Linked DNA regions of Capra hircus: region 2 is linked to region 1. A link is a contact called in public Hi-C data. All regions are on one chromosome and are shown on one strand. Each heading gives the region's core, a stretch centred on a gene start, on an enhancer-like site or on the middle of the called end of the contact. The rest is flanking DNA. Distances are from core to core; before and after follow the strand shown. Region 1 has its middle 80 kb from the start of TGFA. Region 2 has its middle 39 kb from the start of FAM136A.

Region 1 (4,353 bases), core at 688-3,187:
TTTAAGCTTCTCTCTGTAACACTGGTTTTCACCTCATAGTCAGTTAAATTAAGAGGTGTCTAGGTGATACTGGTTTTGTTTCGTATTTATCCTTCTTGGTTCTCCGGGTGTTTTGGATCTGTGGTTTGATGTACTTCATTTCTTTATGCAGTGATTTCCCAGTATCTCTTCTTCTCTATCTAAATGTTTCTTCTGCACTACTCGCTGACTCTTATCCTCTTGTTCAGGAGAGCAATGTGGGGACCTGTCCACACATAGCCATTGGTGGTACTCGGTGTGCCTGCAGCACGGAGAGGGGCTCTGTACCATCTCCTGCCTGTCTTCCATCTCTCTGAGGAGTACCCACTGGAGGCCTATGGGGAAAGTTCGTGAGTGAGAGCAAACTCTCCCTACGTCTGCAGCACCCAGCTGTTTTGAACAGACACTGTCACCCACGCTAAGCTGCTAGTTAAAACTTAGGCTCACTTCTTCTTCCCCACTGGTACCTGCTGGCCACCTCCTCCCATGGCCTACCGTTAGGTAACACAGTTAGTGAGAGCCATCTCTCCTCAAAAGGCCTTTTATTCCCCCTTGCAGTTCCTGTAGTTTGCTTCCTTGTGACCTCAGATTTCTGATGGTTTAGAAAAAAATTGTGATCGTGCAGCAGATTAGGGTGGGTGACATTTGTAATTTTCTGCACCGTAAGTGGAAGTGGCCTCTCTCCTGAGTGCCCCTTAAACTCCTGGCAGCACCCTCTTCACCACTGCTGAGCAGTCTGGCTTTGTCTGGCTGGTGGAATCATTCTCTCACTTTCCTGGATGACTGTTTCAAACTTCTCCCCTTCTCCTCCAGCAAACTCACTCTCCATTGATGAATTTGCTTCCCATTTCAGTGATAAAATCAAAAGAACCTCTCCACCAAATTTCACTGTAATACTTACTTACCTACCTGTTTGCAGTCCGCCCTCCCTCTAGTGTGAAAAGAGTGTGAAAATTCATGACCCCAGCAGACCCATACCCCTAATTATCCATCAGATCCCACCCTCTCTCATCTACTCAAGGGAATCACTCCAGTATTTCCCCCACCCCCACTCCTTTATCATCAACTTACCCTCTCTGCCTCAAATAGCAACCTCTGCTTCCTTCTAAACTTTTCCAGGTATGCTATATAACAGAGGCCTGTATTTGTGTAGTAATTTTACTTTCTTATAATGAGTATGCTGGACTTTATTGCCATTTATAAAAATGGAAGTGGGCCTAATAAGCTTCTTTTCATGTATGCTAAGTCACTTCAGTCGTTGCCGACTCTTTTGCAACCCCATGGACTGTAGCCTGCCAGGCTCCTCTATCCATGGGATTTCTCAGGCAAGAATACTGGAGTGGGTTTCCTTCTCCAGGGGATCTTCCTGACCCAGGGATGAAACCCACATCTCTTACGTCTCCTGCGTTGGCAGGAGGGTTCTTTACCACTACTGCCACCTGGGAAGCCCAAGCTTCCTTTAAACTTTACTAATTCTCTCAAAATGGGACGACAGAGGATGAGATGGCTGGATGGCATCACCGACTCGATGGACGTGAGTTTGGGTGAACTCCGGGAGTTAGTGATGGACAGGGAGGCCTGGTGTGCTGCAATTCATGGGGTCGCAAAGAGTCGGACATGACTGAGCGACTGAACTGAACTGAATTCTCTCAAATTCTATTTCTGTAGGCTCTTACATGTTGGCCTAGAGAATCCCATGGACAGAGGAGCCTGGCAGACTACAGTCCATAGGGTCGCAAAGAGTCAGACATGACTAAAGCAACTTACATGGCACACTTTCATGTTTGCAGACAAATCATGGGAAGTACTCCTTACTGCCAGCAGAGGGCACTCTCATTGTGCCTACACTCTTCACAGGAAGTGTGTTCCTGAGTCCAGGTGAGTTTCAGTGCGGGAAACATTTGCTGGGGTTTCTGGTTATAATATTTCCCCAACAGGCACCTGTTTAACTGGCTTTTCCTGGCATGCACACATCTTCGCATATTTCTCTGTTGGTTGAGTTTGGCTTGAAGGGGAGGTTTCAGTAAATCATTGCTTCACACCATTAAGTTCAGATTTCCTTAGCTTGGAAACCAACCTAAGCAGAGAGATAAAAATAAACATGATCTTGAGTAACTCTTCCTGGACTTCACTGTTATACTAATAGGGTGTTAATTAGTAAAGAGCACTTAACTTTTTTACTGCCAAAATAAACAAGCCGGCTTTTTTTTTGGCTGTGGGCCCTACAACTGCATCTCAAGGTGATTTGCAAACATTAATTAAATACTTCAGTGCACACCCAAGTAGGAGGTATCATCAAGCCCTTCTCCAAGATGTGGAAAACAGATGCCCTAAGTCGCTCTATGACTTATTGAAGGTTAGCATCAAGCTGGGACTGGATTTAGAATTCTGCAAACACTTTCAAGACTCCGTACCCATTTCCCCAGACTTCAGCAAGTCATCACCTTTCAGCAGACATGGATACCTCTTCCTTCACCAGCAGCTACAGCATCAAAACCTACCAGGATGGTTCTGTGTCTTGTGCCTGCTTGTCCCATTGATACCTTTAAACTGTCAGCTCCCCGTCTCCTAATACTAGTTTGAGAAAATGTGATCTTCAAGATCTTCACTGATGCACAGGCTTAGCCTGATCATTTAGAGTAACTATGACACTGTAAGTATAATCCCCACCATCATTTAATGTCCTCTCCGAAGAGAGAGGCTTTGTGTTTCCATCATGGGCGGACCCAGGCTCTGGCCCATGGAACTTGGTAGGCTCAAGTGTGGGAAATACTCAGGCTCTGTGAGGAGTAAAGGGCTCATTTTCTTAGTTTTCCATTTTCAAAAACGGAATAGCACAGGTGGCCTTAGCAAGGAGCACCCCCCATCCTACCCCTGCCCCTCCCTGCCAGACATTCCAGGACCCTGTGCCCAAGGCAAACCATTTATGTTCTGCCCAGCCTGGGGGCTGTGGCTTACATGCACACTGGGCCAGTTTCACAGACAAGGAGGTGAACCATCTCCCCGGCCCAGAGGCCAGTCTGCTGTTGGGAGTGAGCGCTGCCGAGTATCGGGTTCAGCACTTCAGGTCTGTCTACCCTGAGACACACACTGTAATTGCAAACCCGGAGCACCTGCAAAACACCCTGGGCTTTACTGTCTGCTTCCAGGTGTGACGTCAGGCTGACCTGTCCAGATGGACCCGGCGTCTGAGAGCAAGGTTAATGAGTCCATTCCTCTGAGTTAGTAGAATATTCTCAAAGGGGGTTCATTCCAGATGAGCGGGGCTTCCCAGGCAGTGCTAGTGGTAAAGCACCCGCCTGCCAAAGCGGGAGACGTAAGAGAAACAGTTTCGATCCCTGGGTTGGGAAGATTCCCTGGAGGAGGGCGTGGCAACCCACTCCAGTATTCTTGCCTGGAGAAGCCTGTGGACAGAGGAGCCTGGTGGGCTACAGTCCATAGAGTCCCACAGAGTTGGACATGACTGAAGCGACTTAGCATGCATGCATACTCCAGACGAGTAGCTTGAACTCAGGATGTAGCAAGCCATGTACAGCTCACACCTGGCTCCTCCCCCAAGAAAGAACTCTGTGAGGATCCCTCCAACTTTAATTAATGAACTAAGGGGAATTCTGACCCCCACTGGATACTCAGCAAGGGCTGCCAAACTGGGATACGAGATGTCACCTGAAGCTGTTGGCTTCCTTTCACCTGTTTCATTGCTTTCCTTACTCTCCTAAGGCAGAGCAGAACCCCATATTAATGAACTCGTCACAAGCTGAGTCACCAGACTTCGGTTAATACAGGATTAGAGCCTTTAGCTGAAGCAGCTGGTATCTGCAAATATGTTAAGGGTTTCCAGAGCCTTTGGCAATATCTCCTATAGGTTTCCTGAATCACCAGCAGAATATGGAGATAGCTTAAAGATTCTCAGGGCTTCTGTAACATCTGGATGCCCAAATCTTGCCAGAGTTGTGAGGTGGTTGGCACACACTGTGCATGTCTCCATGGACAGGACTGAAGCTGACTGAAATGACTGAGGGGATTCACTTGTGAAGATCATGAAACTCCAGCTTAATGGCCAGACAGCTTCCTTCTGCACAAATTAGGAGCAAATTTTGGTGACATTGTGCCACTTAATTGGCCCTTATAAGTACTTCTGGAGTAAAGAGTTCTATGAGTGTTACACAGCGGGTTGGAATGTGTCCTACTCATTCTGCTAATGTGTGTTGAGCCAAAAGGAGGAGGAAGGGAAGATAAAGAGGAGAGAGACTCCTAGAATTTGGTTAAAGCAGAAAGTTGAGACCCTAGGTTGCCAGCCTCATGCAGGCATAAGGCTGCAGAGATAAGGACAGA
Region 2 (4,794 bases), core at 226-2,725, 320 kb after region 1:
GAATACTCCCAGTTGTTGGTTATTTTATTAAAAAGGATGCTCTTAGCAGGTAAACTGGTCTTCAGACACAGAAGACTTTGAAGTTCCTGAAAGCAACCTGAGGAGGAGAGAAGAGGAAGAAAAAATGAAGAAAATCAAGGAAAGAGAACACTAGAAAATGACTTAAGACTACGGTTTGTTCTCTGAGCTCCAGGACTGACCTGGAACCAGCACACCCCTCTTTTCCTCATGGCCATACTCCTTTCAAGCTTAGATGAAGCAAGAAACTCACCAAGGAAGAGGTTGCTGCTGCTGCTGCTAAGTCGCTTCAGTCGTGTCCGACTCTGTGCGACCCTATAGACGGCAGCCCACCAGGCTCCCCCATCCCTGGGATTCTCCAGACAAGAACACCAGAGTGGGCTGCCATTTCCTTCCCCAATGCATGAAAGTGAAAAGTGAAAGTGAAGTCGCTTAGTCGTGTCTGACTAAGGAAGAGGTTAGAGCCTGCAAATAGGGATACTTCCTATTTCACACACTGTTGGAAAAGGATAAAGCAATTTCATTGAAAACACTTTATACAGAATAGGTCCTAAATATGTGTGAGCTGAAACTAAACAGATTTTCATTCCTCCCCAACAGGCTGATGAATTCTTCTCAAGCCATTTACCCCTTCTCACTTCTCACTCTGGAAGCAGAGGCAACTTGAACTAGCTCAGCTCATCACCCCTTCTCCCTAAACCTCAACCTCTTCTTTGTTTCAAGTTCCTTAAAAATTGGCCACCTTCCAAGCCTCATGGCTTGGTCTGAGCATTAGACTCCACTCCTCTCTGGACCAGGATGTATCATTTACTCCTCTTTAGTCTGGTTTCCCTTCCCCTGTTTCCTTTCCTTCCCTTCCACGTGTTTAGTTGTGGCCAAGATTTTTAAAAAACAGTTCTTGGACCTGTCCACCTCTCCAGTTTCCACCCTTTTACTCCTTCCTCCCATCACTACTAAACTCCTGTAATACTCTGCCCAGCTGGCTTCCCCAAAACGTCATAAAAGTCACTAACAACCTCCATGTTGCCAAATCTGATGGTGTCTTCAGTCTCGATTTTGCTGCCATACTTGACCCTCAGGCCCACTCCCTCTTCCTGAAAACTCTATCCCAGCCCCTGCCACCATTCTCACCAGGTTTTCCTCCTGTATCAGGCTATAGATCACCTTTAGTCTCTTCTCACTGTATACACACTTCCTGGACAGGCTCATTTACTAACTTACCTTCCATATTCTCCCAAATAACCACCATCCCAGTCTCTGAGCACTGCAGGCATGGAGCCAGGCACAGTTTATTGGGAATTGCAGGTTCCATGGAGGCGCTACGGGTGGCACTCTCCTTTCCCAAAGCTTGGGAAAACTTGCTTCTGCCTGGTGACCCACAGGCACTTTATGCCTAGCTGTCGCAGCAGATCCCTGTACAAGGCCTTCTGCTAGGCAAAGGGGTGGGGAATGGGGAGCGCACACAGGCATAAAGCCCTAAAGTTGTCACCAGCCCTCCTCGTCCTACGATAGCCACATGACCACACACACGCATACACACATCCCTGCCAGCATGCTCTATGCAACAGAAAGAATGACCAGTTCAGAAAGGATGAGCTGCTCCACCTTAGCCAACACCCAAATTCCTTTTTCTCTCTTTCCATCACCCCACCCATCTCTCCGCCCTATTTCTCATAGTGAAATGGAGCCAATGTCATATCATAAGAGTGCCCTCTAGAGGACGATTGTCCAAACTGCAATGGTACCCTCTAGGAGGGTGTGGGAGATTGCATTTTCCACAGACGGCAGTGTCTCCCATCTCAACTACTCTGCCTACAATATGGCACTCCACCCAACACCAAAACTCCATCTTGATGGATTTAGGGACTTCACTGGTGGTCCAGTAGTTAAGAATCTGCTTTCCAATTCAAGAGATGCAAGTTCTATCCCTGGTCGGGGAACTAAAACCGCACATGTGGCGTGGTAACTAAGCACACTGCAATTACTGAGCCCTTGCACTGCAATGAAGACTCAGTGCATAAATAAATATTTTTTTAAAAGAGGTGGTTTTTATATTATATTTTCTTCTATTGGAGAAGAATATCAATATATTCTATTGCGATTATGGAGGAAGTCATGCTAGATGCAAAGCTAGGCTACCGTTTTTCTTGTTTTCAGCTTTAGAGCCCTTAGCCACATGTAACCAATTCAAGTACCCTCAAGCTGCCATGCTGTGAGGAAGCACAAACTAGCCCATGTAGAGAGACCACATGGAAAGACAGCCCCTCCTTTCATTGTTGTTCAGTTGCTAAGTTGTGTTTGAATCTGTGACTCCATCGACTGCAGCACGCTAGGCTTCCCTGTCCTTCACCATCTCCTTGAGTTTACTCAAACTCATGTCCATTGAGTCAATGATGCCATCCAACCATCTCATCCTCTGTTGGCCCCTTTTCCTCCTGCCTTCAGTCCTTCCCAGCATCAGGGTCTTTTCTAATGAGTTGGCTCTTCACATCAGGTGGACAAAGTACTGGAGCTTTAACTTCAGCATCAGTCCTTCCAATGAATATTCAGGACTGATTTCCTTTAGGATAGAGTGGTTGGATCTCCTTGCTGTCCAAGGGACTCTGAAGAGTCTTCTCCAGCACCACAGTTCGAAAGCATCAATTCTTCGATACTCAGCCTTCTTCAGGTCCAGCTTTCACATCCGTACATACTATTGGAAAAACCATAGCTTTAACTAGATGGACCTTTGTTGGCAAAGTACTGTCTCTGCTTTACAATACATTGTCTAGGTTTGCCATAGCTTTTCTTCCAAGAAGAAAGTGTCTTTTCATTTCATGGTTGCAGTCACTGTCCACAGTGATTTGGGAGCCCAAGAAAAATTGTCTGTCACTGTTTGCATTGTTTCTCCATCTATTTGCCATGAAGTGATGGGACTGGATACCATGATCTTTTTTTTTTTTTTTTTCACTCTCCTCTTTCACCTTCATCAAGAGGCTCTTTAGTTCCTCTTCGTTTTATGCCATTAGGGTAGTGTTATTTGCATATCTGAGGATAGCAAAGGATCCAGCCAGGATGCAAACTAAATGTTCTGGAGCCAGGTCACATCTCCTTGACCTGGAGGCAATATTTCTATGCCTTAATCCTCTAGGCCAGGTACCCCCAAAATTGTCCATCCCCTGCACTGAATAAGTGCAGATTTGGATTGATAAGCAGCAAAGGGTTCCCTGGCGCTCACTTCTGGATGACCAGGTCTTACAAGTTTGATAGGGGTACCCAGCCTGCTCCAGTGACTTGGAACCAACCTTAAAGCCCACTGAAACTATTCAAACTGACCAGTTCTAAAATGCTCACCCTGCCTTGCCTTGCTGTTTTCGTGGAAGCCCCGAGAAAACCCATCCCTCACTCCTGCCTCCTCACAGTCCTGGTGTCTCTCTCCCTGTGGCCCTGCACAACACCCTGTGTCTCTAGGACTCATGAGTGCAATCAACTTTGCTTTCCTGAGCCCCTCCTCTGTCTCCTCTCATGCCTGCACCTGACTAAAACCTTCTTATAAAAGAATATCTGCGTGTGTTTCTCTAGTCCTGTCTGAGTGTGTGTGTTTCAGAGTACGTTTCTGTTTGTGTCTGTGTGCTTGTGTCTGTCTCTCTGTGTTCAGGTGGCCTTGGAAGCAGTCCCTTCGGTACGGTGTTTCCTGACAAGCTCTGGGAGTAGGCCCTGTCCATTCCGGTTACTCCAAGTCTTCCTGTTCTGAGTGTTTTTCCTTCACACACACTTTGCACCCAGGTGTATGCACATTGTGCACCCAGGTGTACACACACATGTACACACACATGCACACACTTTGCTTTGATTGGTAGATCCCTAAGTTCCTACTGAATGGGGCCTCTGAACTTTTTTTCTTCTTTCATTCCCTGAATTATATCCACATGAATATAGATTCCCTGATCTAAAAGGAAATAAACAGATCTTATAACCAGTGTGCTTTCTTAAGAAATTTGACATGTAATTTTTTTAAAAATCATCATCTGTTGACAGAATGTGAGTGGAATCACTTGGATTCAACTAATCAGCCAAAACAGTCTCACAGAGGAAAACGCTACACAAAATGATCCCAAGTATATTCATATGTTGGAGTGAAAATACTAAGAAAAACGCAACTATTTTTATTGCATGAAGAACAAAAGGCGCAAACCATGATAAAATTGGACAATAACTATAAGACAGAAAGCCTCGCATGGAGCAGTGATCATCGCATGGACAGTGGGTCTGGACCCCACCATCACCATCATAATCACTGCTCACCTGTGCAGCACGTCCCCACCTTGTGTGCCTAGGCTGGGCTCGCCATCCCTTAAAGATAGTTTACTACATAATAATCATTGCCATATGTGTGTGTTCCTATTTTATTACATGTTTTTAAATATGTTTAAGGAAAAAAATACCGTCTGTATTATTTTGAGAGTTTGGTTGGTTTTATGATTTCAGAATCACCTCATAGAAGAAAAATTTAGAAACATGGATCCAGCCCCATTTTCAGTTGGATAGGCTGAGTCCCAGAAGAGTAAATGACCTGCAGGATGGTAAAGGTTTTGTTTCACAATCTCAGGAGGAAAAAAGATTTGGAGAAGATTCATAGGCATGCTAAGTATACGATCACCTCTCTGACCTTGAGGGGACTCTGGGGCCCACACAGACTGGTAGGCTACTCGGAGTCGTGGGGAGGGTGAGAAGAGCCGAGCTATTGCTGGAACTTGCGACATGTTAAGTATCTAAAACAGAGATCTTATCTTTGGG

The links. Hi-C and Micro-C count contacts between places; a contact is called where the count stands out from the background.
Region 2: a contact with region 1 is called in a Hi-C map of blood, with 4 times the contacts expected there. The contact joins two enhancer-like sites. A contact is called at or near these places in 2 of 5 Hi-C or Micro-C datasets (blood and liver).

Annotation. Positions count from the first base shown.
Region 1 is chr11:13,655,119-13,659,471 of ARS1.2, forward strand. No RefSeq gene overlaps it. Among named protein-coding and RNA genes, the nearest start is that of TGFA, 80 kb to the right of the region's middle. Within about 2 kb of position 1,938, at least 2 of the 5 cell types and tissues checked have an H3K27ac peak or open chromatin away from gene starts, as enhancers often do.
Region 2 is chr11:13,974,351-13,979,144 of ARS1.2, forward strand. It overlaps the pseudogene LOC102189407. Among named protein-coding and RNA genes, the nearest start is that of FAM136A, 39 kb to the right of the region's middle. Within about 2 kb of position 1,476, at least 1 of the 5 cell types and tissues checked has an H3K27ac peak or open chromatin away from gene starts, as enhancers often do.